Regions from separate parts of the Sander lucioperca genome. Here region 2 is linked to region 1. A link is a contact called in public Hi-C data. All regions are on one chromosome and are shown on one strand. The core of a region is the stretch at or near the end of the contact, and the rest is flanking DNA. Distances in the headings are between cores, read along the strand shown.

The links. A called contact is a pair of places that touch in the nucleus more often than the background predicts.
Region 2: a Hi-C map of muscle shows a contact between it and region 1, with 4 times the contacts expected there. The contact joins the promoter of LOC116048011 here to the promoter of ttc12 in region 1. A contact is called at or near these places in 2 of 2 Hi-C or Micro-C datasets (liver and muscle).

What each region holds. Positions count from the first base shown.
Region 1 is chr5:2,454,837-2,458,668 of SLUC_FBN_1.2, reverse strand. ttc12 (tetratricopeptide repeat protein 12) reads right to left here and starts at 1,996. Exons shown (of 21, transcript XM_036001577.1): 1 at 1,948-1,996; 2 at 298-452. The coding sequence starts at 399.
Region 2 is chr5:2,660,499-2,664,330 of SLUC_FBN_1.2, reverse strand. LOC116048011 (zonadhesin-like) reads left to right here and starts at 2,007. Exons shown (of 57, transcript XM_036001231.1): 1 at 2,007-2,153; 2 at 2,367-2,506; 3 at 2,756-2,902; 4 at 3,256-3,378. The coding sequence starts at 2,056. LOC116048013 (zonadhesin-like) reads left to right here. Exons shown (of 41, transcript XM_036001514.1): 38 at 81-253; 39 at 553-789; 40 at 918-1,105; 41 at 1,542-1,676. The coding sequence ends at 1,676.

The sequences.
Region 1 (3,832 bases), core at 747-3,246:
TGTTTAAAAATAACTACCTACCTAGTCATTACAGTACTTACTGTACATCACCTTGTTCTTTCTTAAATCAAAAGGACAAGATAGACAACAAGAAGTGGTGAATATGTGCTCTGTGTGTTTGTGTGATGTGTTGAGAGGGATAGAGATGGCAAGAGAGAGAGCCAGAGTCAGAGAGACAGACAGACAAATCGAGGGACAGACCAAGGCACAGACAGAGAGAGAGAGAGACTGAGACAGACAGAGAACATGAGAAGAAGTGCAACTGTACTTGGGTGACTTTGTGTGCATTGTATTTACCAAGGAAGGCTGAAGTGGTGGGTTTGTGTTGATTGTAGTCTTGTTGACTTTTGTCCTGCACGGTTCATCCAAGGCAGCAATGTAGCAATCAGCAGTCTCCATTGCTTTTTGCTGGACTTCAACATCAATGGACTTTAGATCCTTCACTATCTCACCTGAAGATATATTTGACTGTTTACAGCCTATGCTCACATATTCAATATATATATATATATATATATATATGAAAAAAAATGAAAAAATAAATATGAGCTGTATAGTAACGAAGTCGAACTACTTCACTACTCTACTTAAGTACTAAAAGGCTGTATCTATACTCACTGGAGTATTATTTTTTTCTCCTACTTCTACTACTTTTACTTGAGTACATATTTTCGATTAATAAAATACTTTTACTCCGATACATTTTTTATGTGCTGCATCGTTACTCGTTACTGTTGTGAATTCCTCACGCTACGGAGACTTGTGTAGGTTACAGTGTGTGTAGTTACGGCTACGTTAATTACGTGTAATATTATTTGTAATTTACGTAATTAACGTTTTCATTTTTTTTTTACTTGATTGAAGTTTCATACATATTTTCCTAATTCTAACCTAGCTACTTGCATTTATTACCACATACAAATTACCATATACAAATAACGTTACAACTTTCCAACAACTTCATCAAAGTGGACATGATCATATAGGCTACAACAAAATAGCTAGCTAGCTAGTCCCAAGTATGGTTGCATGAAACAGTAACGTTAACGTCATTGTACGTAACGTTAGCCTAAGTGGTAACGTTAATGTCTAACTTTTAGCTTTATAAAAACAATGGACTTTTAGCTTTATAAAAACAATTGACTGTCTGAACTAACGTTACAACAATAATTTGAGTGAGTTGGTAACGTTACGTTAACTTAACTTACAGTAACTGTTTCTACAGTAGCTGGTAAAACAATACCTGACCCGATTGTAAAGCTATTTAGCAAACTAATACATTCATTTTGCTCCCCTTGATTCTGGCACAAGATAACGTTAGCCATTTTTAGCGTTAAAAAGGTTCACCGCTAGCTATATTACTCACTTATTTTATCAACATTCTTCAAAAAACTCTCGAAGTCTTCAAGTTTGTCCATCATGCTTTTGCCTTTTCAAGCCTGCTTTTATTATTTACTAAGATACGTAGCTAGCTCTATTTTGTCTTAGCTAGCTAACGCTAAAATTTCTTCACACGGACTTTCAGTCAGAAGTGTCAGCGTTGAGTTACCATAGTGACGTGATGCTTTCATAAGCCGCTCGTAAACTCCTGTACTAAACTTAAAACTGCACACGATGTCATTAACGTTATGCCACAGTAGTAGTAATGCGTAGAAGATAATAATTACAGTAAAGAATAACTGAATTCAGTGAAGTTGTTTTGTTGGTCGGTTTGTACCCATAGACTGTATAAAATAGGTTGTAACCTACCGTCTATGGTTGTAATGTTGTATGCAGTACAAAGACTAACAAACAAAACTGTTAACGTTTTTTAAAAAAAAAAAAAAAAAAAAAAAGCTTATAAAACAAAATGTATCAAGACTCGTGTCTAATCCCATTGTTTATTCTAACTGTCGATTATCTGTTTCTTAATGCCGTTTTTTTTTATCAACTAAATGTATCACTTACCACTTTATCACTTTGCCACAAGTGCACATTGTGTCGCAGAAGTATACACATCTGTTCAATGTGTGATCTTCATGACAGCACTTTAAGGCAGCACTTCTCTCGATGTATTTGGGTGGTCATATTTTTTTCCTCAATCCAAAAAAACAACAACAAAGCTATGCACAGACATAAATAATTGCATGGCTGCCATTACTCTTTGATATTTTATTCATTAAACTGTAAAGTGCTTCAGGGACCCCATTTCCCTGCATATATATTCTGTGCTTCCATACTGTGCTGTGAGGTTAGTAGTCCTACAGAGTGGCCAAAGCTACTGTATATCTCCTCAACACTCCAATGAACCTGCTTTTACGTTAAATGACCACCTTCATATGAGGACATCCTACACCTTGAACTTTCTCCTTCCTTTTTCTCATCAACAGATCAACACTGCCTCCTTGTGGTTAAATGCACATAAAGAGACACAGCTTTGCAAACACATTTCGAAAACCATCATCATTATATAGTAGATGAACATTCAATGATGCCATAACTTTGGGAAGGAGTAAGAGATTGCCTATCTTAATAAAAATGTAAAGATACACAGTGAGAAGAATTAGGCTATAGCCACAAAATCAGTAGAGGAAAAACAGCTTTTAATAAGCCTCATCAGCTGAAGAGTCACACATTCTGGATTTGTATATTAAAGTCTTTATAGAGAGAGTGTCATTAGCATGTTGTGGTCTATTGCATTTTTCCATTGAGTCCTTCCTTGAGTCCGTCCATGTGACATTGTTGTTATCGATTCCATTTGTTTTCAAAGCCAAGCGAGTCAGTTCATTTTTGCAATGTGAGCGGGAAAACACATTTTATTGACACAAGAACAATGAATGTATTTACATTGTGTAGGTAATAATCAACAGTACATTATTTGAAAATGCCAAAATGTCACATACCGGACTGTCACTACAGGGTCTGGGAATTAGACAAGTGAAATGTTTGGCATCTTTTTCTTCTCGTAACCAGGCTGTGACTCCTTGCATTCTGTGCAGAAAAGTCATTAAAGGCTGAGTGATGGAATAACCCAGAGGGGCCCATCAGCAGAGGAACATTATTATTATTGCATATATTATTATTATTATTATTATGGTCTGACTCCTTTGGACCGGTGCCAGCAACAAAACAAAAGAACCACAAGTACAGGAAGATAGTACTTTGAGTTACAGAAGCACATAGTGGCTAATACAGCTCTAATAAAACTAAGAAAGATGGCTGATGTCTTCAGCGCTCTTGAATGGTAATGCAGTTTCAATTTCATCTTTTAAACAATGGAAATTGTCAGAAATTACTGATTGTCAACAATTGGGATTTGTTGTTGTTGTTGAGATATGCACTAAGACATCCTTGTAGGTGCAGCTGTAGCGGGTTGGGCTGTGGTTTTTGCAAGAATCAAAGTCCCTAATTTAAAGTCTCTCTAATTGCGAAGGTGTTGCAAAACACAAAGATTTGTTCTAAATGCCAAAGTACATGCTATACTGATAATATCAGGAATGTGCAAGTATTGAGATATAACATCAAGTAAGTTAATATCAAACAGTAAAAAAAATTCTTCTGTAAGTTAAACTTTTCTATATGAATATTCCTGTGTGTTACGCTAAATGTTGCAAAATTGACTTTTAACTTTTAAATCTAAAATCAATGTAACTGTCTCGGATATTTACCACATATTACATAATTCAATAACTAAAATGAGATTACATCTCCTCAATAAGGTTGTGTTCAGCGGTTTGATAAGGAAAGACATTGCACCTAATTACTTCTGGTATGAAAAATGCGAGCTCTCACAAACACACAGCCGAGAATGAACAGTGGGCAAAAGGGGCGATTCTAGGATCAGACCTTTAGG
Region 2 (3,832 bases), core at 758-3,257, 210 kb before region 1:
ACACGAGTATAGCCATGCCTCATTGCCTCCATCAACAGCCAAGAACTAAATTATTCTATCCTTGTTTTTTGTCTGGGTAGTTTTTATTGTCCTGGCAGACATAATGGCTCTCTGTCGAGGACTTATGAGTGTCCAGTGGGTCATTACTGCCCGTCCGGGACCTGGTCCAAACACCAGTACCCGTGTCCAGCTGGATCCATCAACCCCTACACTCGGATGGCACAACCCCAGAACTGCTTGCCGTGCCCTCCAGGTCACACATCATTTACTGCTAATTATGAGTTTCCTCAAGGATGAGTAGTTGACTCAGAGTTTAGGACAAACTTGATCATAAATGGAAATTAAACACTATATTAACAAAATAAGTAAACTTTAAAAAAGGCAGCTGTTATTTAAAAACTGTACTCAAAAACAGAAAGCAATCACACAATAATATTGCAACTGGGATTAATACAGTATGCAGTGCCTGTTCTACATTTTCTGTTTAGCAGGGTAATTCAGGGTCATTTTCCACTCAATTTCACTCTCTTTTTTTCCCCCCTATCAAACCAGGCTCCTTCTGTTCGTCTCCTGGGAAGGGTGTTGCATCAGGCCAGTGTGCTGCAGGGTACTACTGCGTCTCTGGAGCCTGGTCACCCACACCGGAGGATAGAGGGACGACAGGTGACAGATGTCCTGAAGGTCATTACTGTCCCCAGGGCTCGTCAGCACCACTGCCTTGTCCCATAGGACATTACAGCAACAAAACCAGAAACAGTTATCTCTCCGACTGCCTGCCTTGTCCTCCAGGTTGGAACTAATTTATGTTGCGCACATTAGCGTTTAATTGTGTCATTTATCTGCCAGAAGATAAAGCTTCTATTACGTAACTTGATTTATTGCGGAATAATCCCTTCAGTGTTCCTTTTGTTTTGTAGGTTTCCTGTGTGTCACCAGAGGGCTCTCTTTCCCTTCTCATATCTGTCCAGCTGGCTCTTACTGTCCAGGCAGGGAAAACGGCAGCCAGTTGGCAGCTATACTCTGCTCACCTGGAAACATGTGCCCACCTAGATCTGATAGACAGATACCCTGCTTGCCAGGGACCTATCAGGGTTTACCTGGACAGGTGAGGAAGATGAGGATAAACAGTCTGCTAATATTCTGACATATCCTACAGTCCAAAAGGCAAGGTAGCACCTACTACTGTATATTATGCAATCAGAATAACCTTCAATAACTGCACTACTGTCTTAATGAGTATATGGCTTGATATACTGGACTGAAAAATATGTTTTACTCTAAAACTGGATCCAAAATAGTGCTATTGACTAACTGTATATGACCTATAAAAGATGGGTTTTTAACATATCGTAGCTTTATTCTGGGGAAAGTTATAGCTCTCCTGAAAGCATCTTCCCCATCTGTGTGCACTGTATACAGTTTTTAGTTTCACTTTTATCATCAAAGTGTTCATGTCTGTTGATATTCGTGAACATCTGTAGTCATAATTTTGTATTAAGTCTGTGTAGAAAAAATGATGTGCGCAATGTACCCCTCCACAGGCAGAGTGTGTTCAATGTCCAGTAGGATTTTACTGTGCAGGCTCAGTGGATGCTGACACTGGGCATGTGTCTGGTACTCACACCCCCACGCTGTGTCCTAAAGGACACTATTGCCCACCAGGTAGGATACAATAGTCCAGCTATTCTTACACACTCTTGACAAATGTACAATGTTACGAGATCATTTTATCAGATATAAATGGAAGTGGAACACAAATGATGCTGCAGACTCAGTGAGATTGATTAATTAACTAAAATGTGTTGTATTGCATGCACAATGTTGTTGAATATTGCTCTTGTTATATGTGTACTCCTGATTAAGTGGCTGTAGCAGTAAATGGCCTTCTAATTATGCAAATGGCCATTATAGGGCATAATCAAGATAATGACGGCCTTTATAAACTGTTCTGTGATGGTTAGTCCTGGACCATCTGTAGATATTATGTGCTATCTGTCTACAGGAACGCAGTCTGGTGTAGCATACCCCTGCCCAGCTGGTACCTTCAGCAGGCAGATGGGGTTGTCCACTAAGTTGGGCTGCGAGCTCTGCCCTCCAGGGAGATATTGCAGCTCCTCTGGACTGGCTGCTCCCACTGGGGTCTGCTCTCCTGGGTAAACACATGCTACTGAACACATCCTTCATCATGTTCACACTCATGTAGACTATGAAAGATATGACATCCTGTTTCGGTTTAATTCTGTCTCCCTTGTCTATAATTAAACCTCCCTTATGCTTTGTCTCCCTCTGTCTTTCTCATCTATCACTTCATATATCCTGTATACCCTTCCCCATTGTCTCTGTCTCCATCATCTCGCTGCCCCTAGTTACCTATGTATCCACGGTTCTGTTTCTGCCCAGCCAGAGGAGGGCCCAACAGGGGGACGCTGCTCTGCAGGGTCCTATTGCCCTCAGGGTACAAGCTATATGGTTCCTTGCCCTGCAGGCACCTTCAGCTCCGTAGATGGTGACAGACAACACTGAATAATTAAACTATACACTGTTGCTGACATTTGAACATAATGGGCTAACTTAACTGGAGTTATTGGCAATGTTGGTGGACATTTTTGAAATCAATGAAATAATTTGCCACCCTCCTCCATCAGAAAACAATCACTGAAGTGAAGTGGAATTATTTCACTTGACCCATATTCATTCACTTTTTTATCATTTAGATAACAAGGCAAACATATGAGTTCTATTTCTGTTGTTCCAGGGGCAGTTTCTATCGAAGTGTGTCAGCCCTGTTTGCCTGGTCATTACTGCGCTGAGGTTGGCCTCTCCTCCCCATCTGGGCTCTGCAACCCAGGCTTCTACTGCGTAGAGGGATCCAGAATGGCCACACCTTGGGGTAATACCACAGGTAACAGGCTGATTCGTCTTGCCCCTGATGTAGTGTTAATAAATGCATGGTAACATGCAGATTGGTTAAATGGTATTTGTAATGTATAAAAACAGGGTAATCTGACACAAGCTTGAAAAACACTCTGCTGTGGACCATTTTCTCTCAATGCACTCCTGCTTGTATTTAACATTTTCATGACCTTTGACTCCACAGTGCTGGAGAGGTCTCCACTGAACATTTACCAGTCCCCATTGCTTTCTCTTTATAGTATTTCTCTTCCTGGGATTGCAGAAAATGGCTCTGGCCTTTTAGTTCACTCACTAACCTAATGAGTAATGACATCCAATAAAGGTCTATTGTCTCTGTTACAGGAGATATCACATCGCCATCCCCACTTCCTGGCAATTCAACCCTGGGTCAGTCCCATGGTGATGTGTGTCCGGCAGGCCACTATTGTCCTAGAGGGAGTGCAAATCCAAGCCCCTGTCCTCCAGGTAGAAAACCAACATAGCCAGACAGAGCTCTGTAAGAAGTGGAAATTATTTCTGTTAACATGTATTATGAACATGTTGCTACACAGACTATTTAAATGTCCTGTCATTTCCCTGATTCAGCCATTGGTCTGACCTCTTGCTTTTTATTACACTGCCTCCAAAGGTAGCGTATAGTGCAATAAAGCCCCCAGAGGTACAATATAATGACTTAATCCAACCAAAACTTTAGAGGTGTTGTAAAACCTAATGGGAGCCCAAAAATCATAATGGTCAGCTACAGGGTTCATACGTTTTGAAAAAACCTGGGAAAGTTATGGAATTAAAAAAATGCAAATTCCAGGCCTGGAAAGGATTTGGAAACACAAAAAGACCCAGAAAGTTTAGGGAAAGTCATGGAATTTCTTTTTTTAACACAGCATAATAATATGTGATTAATAAATGTATTTCACGTTGT